Regions from separate parts of the Rattus norvegicus genome. Here regions 1 and 2 are each linked to region 3. Evidence: chromatin contacts called from public Hi-C data. All regions are on one chromosome and are shown on one strand. The core of a region is the stretch at or near the end of the contact, and the rest is flanking DNA. Distances in the headings are between cores, read along the strand shown. Region 1 overlaps LOC120100926 (a long non-coding RNA gene). Region 2 holds the start of Rtca (RNA 3'-terminal phosphate cyclase). Region 3 holds the start of Slc35a3 (solute carrier family 35 member A3).

The links. Hi-C and Micro-C count contacts between places; a contact is called where the count stands out from the background.
Region 1: a contact with region 3 is called in a Hi-C map of psoas muscle, with 2.9 times the contacts expected there. The contact joins the enhancer-like site here to the promoter of Slc35a3 in region 3. A contact is called at or near these places in 3 of 12 Hi-C or Micro-C datasets (frontal cortex, mammary epithelial cells and psoas muscle).
Region 2: a contact with region 3 is called in a Hi-C map of mammary epithelial cells, with 3 times the contacts expected there. The contact joins the promoter of Rtca here to the promoter of Slc35a3 in region 3. A contact is called at or near these places in 2 of 12 Hi-C or Micro-C datasets (frontal cortex and mammary epithelial cells).

What each region holds. Positions count from the first base shown.
Region 1 is chr2:207,473,282-207,478,138 of GRCr8, forward strand. It overlaps LOC120100926 (a long non-coding RNA gene), which reads left to right. Exons shown (of 3, transcript XR_005501230.2): 3 at 1,632-3,083. Among named protein-coding and RNA genes, the nearest start is that of Agl, 30 kb to the left of the region's middle. Within about 2 kb of position 2,865, at least 21 of the 93 cell types and tissues checked have an H3K27ac peak or open chromatin away from gene starts, as enhancers often do.
Region 2 is chr2:207,158,714-207,163,725 of GRCr8, forward strand. It overlaps Rtca (RNA 3'-terminal phosphate cyclase), which reads right to left and starts at 2,653. Exons shown (of 11, transcript NM_001004227.1): 1 at 2,595-2,653; 2 at 2,407-2,507; 3 at 1,195-1,338. The coding sequence starts at 2,639.
Region 3 is chr2:207,342,564-207,347,438 of GRCr8, forward strand. Slc35a3 (solute carrier family 35 member A3) reads right to left here and starts at 1,654. Exons shown (of 8, transcript NM_001012082.1): 1 at 1,530-1,654.

The DNA of each region.
Region 1 (4,857 bases), core at 1,615-4,114, 130 kb after region 3:
CAGCTTGGGTTAAAAAAAAAAAAAAAAAGACCCTGACATAGACAAATAAGTAAAAAACAAACAAACCAACAAACGAAACTTTAAGTATTTCCAGCTCTGCTGTCATTGGTTGTAACCAACCTGAGGAAAATGTCTTAGGAACTGGCCACACAGAAACCCAAAGAGACACTTCATTGAATATTCTGCTTCTCTTCTCCTGGCTAGCTCTAATCTGACTAAGCTCTGGGATTCTGAGTCTGAAAGGATCCTAATAATCTAGTCACCTCAGATTTCCTATTTTCAGAATTCATGTGGCAGACTCCTTCAAACCCTTCTGCTTCACCCCAATTCCTTCACCAGCTAAGACATTAAAGATAACCTCAGAGGGAACCAACAGCATCTGTGTCACATTAAGAAATGAAAACCAGTCACTTCCCTTGGATGTGACAAAGAGTGCATCCAAATTTAAATTCTTCTCTTCTCTCCCTGCAACTTCAGTCTGTCTGCAGTTTGTGGTTACTGGTCTGCAGGCTGTTGTTTGTCCCTAACAAAGGGCTTTGCTCTGTGTTTATTGAACGGTGCAGAACACATGGCATGTGAAAGGGAGGAAGGCTTCTCTATGCAAATCTTTGACAGAGTTTTACAGGGGAAGAGGTCATGTTACTGACACGACTGACCCAGAAACCCTCGGAACTACAAACACACGTCTATCAAGCTTTCTCCATGCTGTTTGCAACATTTATGGTGGACATTTTTTAACGTCGCTTTCGACTTACTCTTTACTTTCAGCAAGCGATTACCATAACACATACATGCATAATGCATGTATACGTACATATATACATACATAGACATACATGCATAGATACATGCATGCATACATACACATATAATGTTGGATCAGGGGCCTGGAAGAGTCTGTAATTTAAGATTAAAGCTATGTAGGGCTGGAGCGATACTCCAGTTAAGAACACTTGTTCTTGCAGAGGACCTGGGTTTAGTTCCCAGTAACCCATACGGCAGGTAATAACCATCTGCGACTTCAGTTTCATGGGATCTGACACTCTCTGTGGGTTGACATGGGCACATAGTGCACATACATGCATGCAAGCAAAATATTCATGTGCACAAAATAAAATAAGTAAAAACTTTTACATAGGTTAAAGCTATCCCTTAACTTAGGCTGTAAAAGCTGATTGCATGGGGTTGGGGATTTAGCTCAGTGATAGAGTGCTTGCCTAGCAAGCGCAAGGCTCTGGGTTCGGTCCCTAGCTCTGGAAAAAAAAAAAGAAAAGAAAAAGCTGATTGCATGCACAATTGAAGGCATAATGAGGTTGGTTACACTGTTCTCCCAAAGGCCACTTAAACCTAAGCGGCCGAGCATAGAGCAGGACAGCTGGATAAGTATGTCATCTTGAACACTCAAGGCGTCTTATTATCACGGTGGTAAGATCTGGAAAATTAACTTATTTTTGATGCAAGAGATAGTTTCATAAAAACGTGTCACTGCAATTTCCTTTGGCTCTGTTCAAGCCGTTATAACAAAATGCCACATATTATATACCTTACAGTTGTGAGGCCTTACAGTTGTAAACCACGCTCAAGGGTCCTGAAGCTTGATGTCTAATGAGGCTTTATTTCCTGCTGCATAGATGATGCCTTTCTCTCTCACGGTAGAAGTCAGCAAGTTCCGGAAGCTTCTTCACTGAGGGCACTAATTCTGGAGCAACTCTGAGCAAGACGGACCTTACACCACGCCATCTGTGATACACTCGTGACTTAGACATGTGGGCTGTCGGATTGTAGACGTCTTCTTTTTTCGTTTTTGTTTTATCCACAATGCATTCACGAAGTTTTACTTTTTGTTGCTCATATGGTATGTGGATTAAGGTTTCACTATGACAACGTTTTTGACTTCCATGAACTTCACTCTCAGTAATTTTAGCAACCACGGACAAGTATGTAAGTAACATGGACTTGCATATCAGGCCGTTTGGGATATATACTTATTACATATCCAATGCGTATACTTTTTGCATTACTGAGCGGTATGAGGCTAAACAGTCTGGCAGTTCTACAGTATATCGTGAATGGGGTTGTGCTTGAACATGGTGCTATCCATTAAGGTATTGTTTCCCTGTTTTCTAGATGTTCCTGTTCCCAGTCCTCTAAATTATATAAGCATTGACTCACCTTAAGTAATGTTGATATGACTCCCTGCCCCTGGTACTGAATTGATCATTCATTGTCCATATGCAGAGGACTGTGAACCCCAAGTTTGCTGCCTCTGCTCCCACTGCCCCAATGGACCAATATTAGCTGATGATCCTTGAGGACAGGGGGAGATATGGTGAAAAAAATCTATGCATAGGTTATCTTAACTTGTTACGACTTAATCTGTATTTGATCCATATCTTGTTTAGAATATGTATGTGTAAATGCTATTTTTTTTGAAAGGAAATGGCAGAGTATCTGCATGTGACAGCAGGTTCGGAGGGGTGTAGAGAAGTGCCGTGGGGAGGGACGACGGACCGACGGACGATTCCAGATACAAATGGGGGATGAGAATAAAGTATGAAAAAAAAAAAAATACGTGCAAACATGTAGACGTCTTCTTGAGTCCGTGTTTCAGGGGGCTTCTCTGCTCCTCCCCAGGACCTTCTCTGTCGCTCTGGGGAGTTGTGCAGAATACAGCCCTTTGTCTTATTGGCAACACATTAGGGACTGTGGTTTAGGGGAATGGAGGAATAAAATCGCCGCAAGCACCCGCCTCGCCATTCAAGGATCAGAAGCGAAACTGAGCTGCCATAAAAGGAAGAACTTGCTCTCACTTGGAGGCGGGCATTCGAAACCCAGTATCCTGGTGTCTGCTGCCACCGTGTGGACGTTTGCATTTGCCTTCCATCTTGGGTTTCCTTATAAGGCAATCTTGGACTTCCCTATACCCAAAGAAAGAGTAGGTCAAATACAAAGAATTTAAACCTTGCTTATCCCCTAAATCCCTCTAGGTTCCCTGTGCTCTCAGGGTCACATATGTCCACTGTTAAATGCATTTTCCCCTTGGTGGTGTGCTAGCCTGAAGCGGGACTAAATGCACACTAAATCCCTGCCTTTTAGAGCTTTTGAAAACCAGCTTGAGGCATGGAAGCCTCCAGAGAACGCGCTGTCCTTCCTGACCCCTGATATTCATGGCTCCTGTAATCCCATTTCTCCTTACCTTGAATGTGGAAGGCACCTAGGACTGGTTCACCATTAGGACAGCAGACAGGATGGCTTGCTATGTCTATGATTTCGTTCTGTGGTGTATTTATAATGTCCAGGCTGTCTCAGTCGCTTTCTGAGCTTGCATACGTGAATAAGTAGCCACACTATGAGGTACAGCGAAAAGGAGCTGAGTGTGGTGATGGATGTCAGACTGCAAGAAACGGCGCCATTGGTGTAGCAGGACATGCGCGGTCCTATTTCACTAAACCTTATAAACTCGGAAGCAGATCACTCTCCAGTTGAGATCCTAGCCCTGGACGCCTAGATTTTGACCTCTCAGAGACGTAAAAACCAGAGGGCTGCATGAAAATGTGCCCAGATCTTGTTAAGGAGGAAACATGTGCTAGTTTCTACTGGCAGGTATATGAGGGCCTTTACTATCAACAGAGAACCCCCCTATGGTTTTCTTCATGACTTCCCTGTCCACGGGACTGCATCACACATCCTGACAGTATGTATTCTTGTTTGCTCTGGTGCTGTGATAAACACCAAGACCAAAAGCAGCTAGAGGGAGACAGGACTTGTTTGACTTACATGTTCTGATTACACACAGTCTGTTGTAAAGAGAAGTCAGGGCAAGAGCGGAAACAGGAACTGAAGCAGAAACCAGGGAAACTTCCCAAAGTGATCAGAAGGAGCACTGCTTAGAAGTCTGCTCCTCATGGCTCACTCAGCCTGCTTCCCTCCCTCCCTCCCTCCCTCTCTCCTTCCCTTCCTCCCTGCTCCTCCTCCTCTTCTTTGTTTGTTTGTTTGTTTCGAGACAGGTTTCTCTGTGTCACCCTCGCTGTGTTAGACCTCATTCTGTACATCAGGTTGGCCTAGAACTACCTCTCTTTACCCCCCCAGTGCTGGGATTAAAGGCATGTGTCCCCTTGCCTAACTCTCAGCCTGCTTTCTTATATACCCCAAGACCACTGCCCATAATGATCTGAGTCCTCCGACATCAATTATTAACCAATGAAATACCCCACGGATATGTGCACAGGACAGCCTGATGGAGGCAATAGGAGTTGAGGGTGCCTCTTCCCAGATGACCCTACCTGTGTTAAGCTGACTGAAAATTTACCGGCTCAGTTAAATTTTGAAAATCAATACAATCAACAAATAACCATTTGGCTTAGAACTGTTCCTCCCTCCTCTCAAGACTCTGACACTGCTGGCTCCTTTAAGGCGGGTTCTCTGTCAGGAGGTATCCTGGCTCCTTGACAGAGACCTCAGGGGCCTGCATCTGCAATTTAGCAACTAAATTTAGACAGGCTGAAATCCAGTTAGGCAGTTGGCTAGGCTAAACCTGAAGCTGAGACCTCAGACATCATCACAGACCTCAGCAGCGTCCCAGAGGCGATGTTCTTATGGAGCACCTGGGTGATAATATCACAGTGGCAAAAAGCTGGGGACGGGAGTGCCACAGACAATCTGTTTAATTGCAGATAAAACCAGGAGCCTCAAAAAATCTTACCAAATGACGTACATTGGAGAGCCAGTTGGTTATTTCAATAGCATGCTTCTGTCAGATCATTCTGATAAATGTAAGGAGATTCGCTCTGAATGATTTAGTTAATTATGAATTAGCTTCCAGTAAAGAACATGTGGCAGATGACTCTGTAGGTGAAG
Region 2 (5,012 bases), core at 1,403-3,902, 180 kb before region 3:
TTTTCTTCCCCTTTTTTTTTTTTTGTACAAAATAACAACTAATGATTAAGACACCTCAAATTCTTTTCCTTGCCTTAGGAACGAACACTTTCTCCTGACAGATCTCCTTTTAAGCCCAATCATAGATCTTTGCAGAGAAGTCTACTTATACCATAAGTCAGACATCATGTGTTATTAACTATCTTTCTAAAATAATCACAATTCATTTAAAGTTATTTCTGAACTGACAAAAGGTCTATAATACAATGCATTACTCTGTCAAATTCTTTATAAACGAAAATTGCAGTTTAAGAAAAGTTACTTTAAAAAGGCATCAGGGGCTGGAAATGAACCTTGGGGGTAACATACCTGGCCAGAATGCTTGAGGCAGTGGGCTAGCACTCCAGTACCAGGGGCAAAATAAGGAAGCAGTCAGTCAAACAGCTCGCAAAAGCAATGAAACACTACTTCTTCTCGATGTTCTGTCATTGTGGGATGGTAGAGGGGTTCTTAGAAGTTTAAGATATCCATTTCCCAGGAGGCTTGGGTATGTTTTGCTGGGTTTTTTTTTTCTTTCTTTTTTTCGGAGCTGGGGACCAAACCCAGGGCCTTTCGCCTGCTAGGCAAGCGCTCTACCACTGAGCTAAATCCCCAACCCTGCTGGGGTTTTGTTACTCGTGTTTTGTTTGTTTTCTGGTAGTGGGAATTGGGACTCAAGCAACTTAACCTAATCAAGCACTTATACCACTGAACTAGGCTACAGTTCTATTTCCCTAGGGAAAAGGGGCTAATCAGGACATCTGAAATTCCTAGACTAAGCATTTCCCGGCTCCTGCACAACTGGTGATTAAACCCAGGGCCTTGGACATGCAAGGCAAGCCTCCAACATTTTCTACAGTTACATAGGTATTTATTAAGACAATAAGGAGTAACCAAGTATAGTAACACATGCCTGTAATCTCATCACCTTGTGGGGGGTGTGGAACAGGAGGAGGATGAGTTCAACATCAGTGTGCATTTATAAGGAGACCTTGTTTTAAAAACAGAACAAAAAACAACCCGGAGGTAATACTGGCTACAACTAAACAAGCAGGTTTATGGTTTATATTTTAAAAGGGAGAAAACTGAACCTCAAAAGACCCAAAGAGCACTCCCTAGAAGCCAAAGAACTTATATCTGAATCCAGGTCTGAATGGAGGTTTAAGGGAGACATACCCTGCTGTCTTGGTATCTGCTGTGTGGACTCCACCTCTGATCTTCTCGGGTGTAAAGGTTATCTCTGTTGAGCCGATCTCTGCTCCCTCCAGGTGTCCGTCACACAAATCCCGAACCATTTCCAGTCCAGATAAATGCTGAGGCCTTCAGGTCATAATACTGCGTCAAAACGTGTCTGATCAGACTGCCTATACCCCACTCTATGACACAATTACAAAAGCAATGGCCAGAGAGCAAGGTGATGTCTCCCACGGCAGAACTTTGTCTTGGGTTTTTAATGCACTTGGACTCACTGCTTAGAGGCAACTTCTCAAAGCTTTCAAGACTGGTTATTTGGGTTACAGTGGTAAACTGTTGCTGGAGAGATGGCTCAGTGAGTAAGAGCACTGGCTGTTCTTCCAGAGACTAGGATTCAGTTTCTAGAACCCACACAGCAGTTCACAACTATCTGTGACTCCTGGTCCAGAGGATCGGACACCCTCATACAGATATACATGCAGGCAAAACACCAATGTACATAAAAAATAAAGATTTTTTAAAAGGTAGTCTAAAACTACCCAAAAGCCACCGATCTTGCTTGAATTTCACTCAATAACCAAGCTGTGACACCTGTGCAGCCTGAATTATGTTCGCTTCATCCCCTAAATCCCCATGTTGAGGCCTCTACCCACACAAAATGTGCCCATTTAAATAGGCCCGTTAAAGGTACAATTAACTTAAAGGGAGGCTATTAGGGTGTGCGGTGATACAATTTGACTGCTGTTCTTATGAAAAGGGAGACTGAGAACGGAGGGATAGGGATGTAGTTCAGTGGGTAGAGCGCGTGCACAGCATGGAGGAGGCCTTAGGTTTCATCTCCAGAACCACACAAACTGGACATGGTGGCACACAGTTGTAATTCTAGCATCTGAGAGGTGGAGGAATCAAAAGTTCAAGGTTAGTCTTCCTAGCTAAGGAGTTCGAGATTACCATGGACTAGATGATATCTTGCAATAACAACAACAACAATGAACATACCAGTGGCAAGACGCACCGACAAACTACCCTATTTCAACCGGTCCTAAGAACAACTTGCGGCCTGCCCTATGGACAGAAAAGGAGGGCGAAGGCTGCACTCTGAATGCTGCCCGGGGCCTCCTCCGCCCCACAACCCAGGCTCCGATCTCGGTACCCCCATACCCTCTACCCAAACTCCCCCCCGGCCCGCGATACCTGAGGCCGGGCGTGCTGCGGCCTGCCCGGATCTTCTGCACGCGCAAGGGGAGACCCAGGAGGCAGCTCAGGGCGGTGGAGACCCTGAGGATCTGGCCGCCCTGCAGAGCACCGGGGTGAAGAAACAAGAGAGGTTAAATAGAGGCCCCGCCACAGCTCGCCCGGGCCCCACACAGCCTCGCACTCACCCCTTCCATGATCCCGCCGTCCACCTCCACCCGCTGCCCCTCCATTGCCGGCGCGTCTGAGCCTGGCCTGCAGTAGCCACGCCCCTGCTGCAACGGGAAAAAGACCAGGCGCCGGCAAGCCCGCAGTCCCGACACTGCTCTTCCGGGCCGAGTTCGCCGGAAGGAGAAAGTACTAGAGCCTCCCGGGAAACTGTAGCTGTGGGAACGAATTCCTATGTGGACGGGCCCCAGCTGTACGCATGCGCTCCGCCCAGCGCTCAAGGAGGCTGCGCAGGCGATAGCTACCTGTATTCTACCCAAACTAGCAGGGAACTGGCCTGGCCACAAGGGGGTGACACAGCCAAACCTTCAGGCTCCAGAAGCTCTTTTCCCAACAGGTATATTCTTCAGTTTTCCCTCGGGCAGGTATTTTATCTCCACAATCACGTGTAGCTCTGCTTTCTCCAGCATCCTCGGGTACCTCGAAGACTGGGAAATGAGTCTGAATTGTGTGATGAAACATCACTGTCGCCTAATCTCGATACTGTATTAACACAATATTCCGGAAGCACATAGATTACTTAAACCAATCTGGAACGTGCCCCAAGATACTAATCAGGGAAGTTCTCATAGTTGAGATTTGGAATGCTAGCTATGGTTGTATGGTTATTTGAAATGTTACCGTCAGAACCTGGCCTCTGGCAGCCATAATAAAGTAGATTTAGCCAACGTCTTCTCAGTAGCCAATCCAAGAAATAGATAATAGTGAAAAGCAGAAAGAAGAGATGTGTTGTGTGGTTCCATTGGGAAGAGAAGGAAATAAACCTAGTCTATCTTCAGGGTCCTGATGCACAAGTAAGTCAAAGGTCCTAATCTAGGTGTGGTCCAGGCCAAAACAGACCTGTCATTGACTCAATTTCTTCTGCAAAGTGGTCTAACAGCTTTCAGAACTGTAAAAATCTCTTCCTGGAAGACAAACTTGCCCTCTGCCTGGCTCAGGAACCCCAGCTTTTCCTCAACATGAGATTCAGAGAAACATCATTGTCTCATGGTCTGCTAACTAAAGGGAGAGGCACAAGCCCCGTACAGTATACAGAAGATGAATTAGAGGCCTAAGAGCCTAAGAAAAGGAGATACCCGTGATGTAATTTTACAGACAGGAAATAATGAGACATTGAAGCAAGGCTGCTGTGGGACTGAATATAAATGTTGTGCTTTTTAAACATTATTTAAGTATCATTTTTGTGTGGGCATATTGTCTACACGAACATCTGTGCACAGGCCACAGAGGCCTAAAGAGGGTATTGACATCCCTGTGACTGGAATCACAGGATTGTGAGCCACCAAGTAGGTATTGAGAACTCAGCCTGGGTCCTATGGGGAGCTGCCATCCTCCCTGTGGCGCCTTGATTATCATCCACATTAGAATCCTATTGCATAAATGTAGCAGCCTCTGAAGAAAGCTTTTCCTTTTCATCTTTACTTATCACAGTGCCGGAGACTGATGTGAGGTTTGATGCATGCCAAGTAAACACAGTACCAAACTGCTACAGTCTCAGGCCAGCCTACACTTTCGTTTTCTGTCTTAGGGTTTACTGCTGTGAACAGACACCATGACCAAGGCAAGTCTTATAAAGGACAACATTTGACTGGGGCTGGCTTGCAGGTTCAGAGGTTCAGTCCATTGTCATCAAGGTGAGAGCACCTAGGCAGGCATGGTGCAGGAGGAACTGAATATCCTACATCTCCATCCAAAGGAAGCCAGGAGCAGACTGAGCATCCTCAGGCAGCTAGGAGGAGGGTCTCCAAGCCCACCCCACAGTGACACACCTACTCCAAGGCCAACCTTCTAATAGTGCCACTCCCTGGGATGAGCATAGGTAAACCATCACACTTTCTAATGCCGAACTCCTGCTGTAAATTTGGTGGTAGAAGGAAGTGGACAAATAGAAGTATGATGTAGAAACTAGCCCAAAAACTGTAAGTGATATTGTAAACCACATTGCAGGAGTGGTGCAGGTTACAGAGACACTTGGAACTGGGATTTTCCCAGGAATTCCTCTCAGGTTGGAAGAATGAAAGAAAGAAAATGTGTCTTCACAAAAGTTTGTCTAAAGTCTCAAAAGCAGTATTATTTACGAAAGTTCCAGAGCAGAAATAACACCTATGTCATAAAAAGTTAACAACAAAAGCCCTACAAGATCATCGAAGTTAGAACTTTCAGGTTATTGTGTGCATGAGAACTAGAAATTGTCAAACCAAAGGATAGCAGAGAATCTCATTTTTATAGAAGTTACTGTGTAGTTTAGAGGTCCCTACTCAAGTCAACAAAAAAAGTCAACAGGAAGGTTGGTGTGTAAATCGGTTTAATAGGGTTTGCCTAGCAAGCCCAACAGGTCTTTTTGTTGGTTGGTATGTTTGGTTTGGTTTGGTTTGGTG
Region 3 (4,875 bases), core at 404-2,903:
CTGGACTACTACTAAGTTCCAGGCTAGCCTGGAGGACTATGATGAGAAACCCTATCTCAAGTTAAGCAAATAAATATAAATAAAAATCCCATGGTTACCTAAAAAACATTTCAATATGTTCGATAAAGTAACTTTTTAAAAAAAGAATGAAAGAATTACATTACTTTGTATTGTGGAGTGGTTTAAATTTTGAAGAATTTTTAATGGCTGCCTAAATTATTTAAAATTTATTCTTAGTTAGGGGCATTTCTCAGTATCGAAGCACTTACCTAGCATTTAGTTATGCCCAATGCTCCATCCCCAGAACCACTAAATAAGTAAACAGCCGCTGAGTATTTATGAGAGAACTGCCAGAGAATGGCATTACATCTCGGACTTTAAAAAAAAAAAAAAAAAGATCACAAAGAACTAAAGTTACAGTGACTGAGTGCTCCATCAATATTCCCACAGGGTTCACTTCCCAGCACAGCCGCACACAGTGAAGTGGGGGCGGGAGTGGAAGGGATTGGGGTGGGGGGGTAGATGAAGAGAACCAGGAGATTGGGAGACAGAGAAGAGAGGGGCTCCTGTGCATGTGCACACTATCAGGCCAGAAGAGGTTGCAAGGTAGAGCGACTTAAAAGCATCAAGTTCCATTTGGAAGTTAATGGTAGGATGCATCTGGAAGCGGCCAGAAACTAGGGGCAGATACAGTAGGAAAAAAATTTAAAGGGGGTTAAGTTAGAAACGTAAACGTAGAAGTCATTCATTTGAAAGCAAATAACTTGAATTATTAAGGTGGAATTAAGATGTGAGAAACAACCAAACATTACCTGTAACTACCAAAGATAGATGCATTAAAGACTCAACTCTGGTGCCATCTTCAAATATCGTGTTTAATAGAATATAATAAAGGGCATGGTCCTCAAAGGAAAGACAATTTAAGTGCCTTGCTACAGTTAAGGCCCGTTACTTCATTTAATATCCCTCAATTAATTTGAACTAGCAGAAACTTGAGTTAGCTTAAATAAAATGTTCCCTGAGCTCCTCCACTCTTCAGTACTTAGAACCCCTACAACCTCTCGCCACACACACTGATGGGAACCTCACATGGTTTTAGACAACCTCGGTCTAGCCTTACCACCGGCTCCCTTTCCATCTCTTGAAGTCCTTGCAGCTTCTTGAGCACACAGTCCTCACCGAGCAGACTCGTCCCTATCCCAGGGTCACAGGTTGGGCCAGAGCTCCAGAGAAGACCACGAAAGGACTGGCCGCCAGCCTGGTCCCCAAGGCACTTGGCCCGCCAGTCTGGAGCTCGCAGGCACACTGACACACCCCTCCTCTCAGGACCTTTTCCTCCTCCACCCAGAACGTTCCAGCACGTCCAAGCCAGAGGTACAAGGCGCCCATTCATCTGCTCCCTCTGAACTAGTGCTGCAGCCCTCTGCTGCGGTCCCGGTGGCCCAGGCACCTTGTACCTCAACCGCCCCACGCCATCCCAGCCCCGGCCTCGGCGTCTCGCCAGCGCCTGGTCAGTGCCCTCCGCTCACCCGCCGTGCGGCTCGGCCAGCTGCCCGCACTGGAGCTCCAGGCTCCGCGACGCCGGGCGACCCAGGCTGCTGAGCCCGCCGGCTCCGCCGCGCCCGCTGACCCGCAGCGCTGCCGGCTCCCGCGGGCTCTGTCTCCCGGACCGCCTCTCTGAGGCCCAGGCGTTTCCGGGTTCCCGCGGTCCGGTCCGCCAAAGGATCCGGCTTCCGCCTCGGCCCCGGCAAACGCCGTTCCCTGTTCGGCTCCGGTGGCCCCAGCTTCACGCTTGCCGGCCGCGTCTCTGAGGCGACCCCAATGGGGCTGTTCCTCGCGCAGCTCCCGTGACGGTCTCACGGTCGCCCGAGAGTGTGGTGGGAAGGTGTCTCTCACCCCCCAATCCTGCAGCAGAAAGTGGCAGGATGAACCGTCACTTAAGGAAGGGCAAAGTCCTTTGGGCCAAAGAACTCTTGATAGAGAACCCGGAGGCGGATCTTGGCTCCTGAAAATGACCACCGATGAGTTGAAAACAAGATTATCCCTGGTGCAGGTTACCAACCTTAGTCTAGGAGCCAGCTGGTTCAGTTAGGAATGACCCCTGCCCCCACCCTGATAAAGTGTCAGGAACGCAAAATGGGCTTAGTGTCACTAAACAGGGGAAAGGTGCAGAGAGAAGGAGAGTGATTAACCTCTTCCTGTCTGCAAGGATCTCATGCATATTACATTTCAGTCTAATAATGTATTCGAAAAGCTCCCAACCACTGTAGTCATTGCTGGCTGTGGACAGACTGAAATGTAATATTCTGGACCGGTTTGATCATCGGATACTGCAGATTTATTATCCCGTCCCTGTGAACACAATGGCCCTAGAATTAAGCTTATGCTTCTTCGTGTTGCAAATGACTAAACCATGCCTTAGGGAAGCATCGTTAGAAAAACAACAGAGAAAAATAAAATTAGATGACTTAGCAATTGATGCCTTGCTTTAAATTTTTGTGTAATCCGGGCTTCAGAAAACTTCTGGATGATGGCATGTAAATTAGATCTTGATATTTGCTAGGGACCCCCAAAGATTCATCATGCCATAAAAGTTTGGTTGACAGCTAATGGGCTTTGGTGTTGGGGGAAGCGAATGGACAGTGAAGGCTCTGACCTAAGCCACTGATGTATTAAATCTTTGAGGGTATTACTGGGAGATGGCATAAATTGTGGAATAGTCCTATCTGGAAGAAGTGGATCGCTGAGCGTGTGTCTTTCCCTGGCCTTTCCTCAGGTTCTCTTTGCAGCCTGTATGCTTTTTTTGTAAACCGACCCAGTACATAAATTCCAACCAGAGTCCTAGAAGCAATGCGACCAAGTGACCATGAACCAAAGTATATGAAACCATGAACCCAAATAAGTCCTCCTTCCTATGTTATTTTCTCAGGCATTTTGTCGAGGCAGCAAGGAGAAATTAATAATTACAATACTTCTTAATTGTTTTTGTTTAAGCCTTCTTAATTGTTTTGTTTAAGCTCCAGGCTGACATTGAAGGTCTCGATCTCTTGGCAGCCATCCTGTCTCACCCACTCTGTGCTAGCTAGGATCAAAGGCTCCAGCAGTCAGATCTATTATTGAAAAACTGACGCCAAGCCTTTGTACCTCATGTACTTCCCACTGAGCCCTTTTTCCATTTTTTAAAAGAGAAACTTAATGTCGGCATTCCTTCTAAGCTCCACCAAACAGTTACCTGAATGTCTCCAGGTAGGCCAGGCTTAATATAAAAGGGGCTGTCTGGCCCCTTCTAGCTCTCTTACTCTCTCTGCCTTCTCTCTCTGACCCCTTACTCCTTCTCTCCCCTTCCCTCCCCCCTCTCTCCACCTGTTCCTGGCCCAACCCCACCCCTCCCCCTCTCAACCTCTCTCCCACTCCCTGTCTCTACTCAACTCCCCTTCCCATGTCTCTAAATAAACTCTATTCTATACCTGGTACCTGGGTACCTGGGGTGGGAGTTGGAGTGGGGTGCCTCAGCATGGGCCCTCCAAGACACTCCTCCCTTATCTCACCATTCCTGACTCTATGAACATATCCTTGGCTCTTTTTTTTTTTTTTTTTTTGGTTCTTTTTTTTTCCGGAGCTGGGGACCGAACCCAGGGCCTTGCGCTTCCTAGGTAAGCGCTCTACCACTGAGCTAAATCCCCAGCCCCGGCTCTTTTTTTTATATAAAACACAACACTTAATATCTCTCTTTTTTTTTTTTTTTTTGGTTCTTTTTTTCGGAGCTGGGGACCGAACCCAGGGCCTTGCGCTTCCTAGGTAAGCGCTCTACCACTGAGCTAAATCCCCAGCCCAACACTTAATATCTCTTGTACATGCTAATTACACCTTGGCACTACTGTGAAGTGTTTTTATGTGTTTGTGTGTGTGTGTGTGTGTGTGTGTGTGTGTGTGTGTGTGTGTGTCCCTTCAGTGCGTGTGCATACAGATACCCAGAAAACAGTCAACAGTCAACACTCCATCAATGTATGATTGTAAAGGAACGAGAACATTAAAAATATATTAGCAAGAAAAATATACCTTATAACCTAAGTTCTTTTCTGTTGTTGTTTTATTTTGGTTTAAAGACAAGGTCTCCTTATATAGTCCAGGCTGCCCTGAAACTTGCTAATGGCCTAGGTTGGTCATAAACTTAGGATTCACCTTGGCCTCTTGACTGCTTGAATCATGGGCAGATACCACTCTGCTCAGTGTCACAAATACACAGGTTAGAGAAATGGAAGATTTTTTTCCTCTTATTTTTCAGGAAATTAAAAAAAAATAGAAGTGGAAGCACTTCCAATAATGAAGTAGTGACATGTGCTTTGTTGCCCTGGAAGGCATAAAACTGAAAAATGACCTAAAACAGTGAAACTAGAGGATTAGCTCTATAACACACTCCAAGTAAGGCCTGAGGTAAAGACATGAGCCTTGTGTGGTATAGAAATGCAACTGCACCCCTAGCTGCTTGAGCTGCCTTGGTTATTATGTCTTTTCAGAGCAATAAAGCCAGAGTTAAGAAAATGGAGGGCATGGCTTTTAAAGTGTCCCCTTATGCTATTCTGAATTTCGTTTGTATCAGTTGAAATGTTTCTGTGTTCCTTCCTGATTCTGTTAATTGGGAACATTTCTTTATTTCTAATTTAAAAAAAAAGTAATACTTGTCAATGGCTTTTCCTAGCCTCACAATTTATGGTACAATACATAATCTGCTCCAATGTGTACAGAATGTGTTTGATCAATACAACCCCCCCCCTTGGTCCTTCTCTAACATTAGTATTAGTATGCTTTTCTATTCAGTCGTCTTTATAGGTGACCTCCCATTCAACTCAGATATCATCATCCTATTTGGCCTTT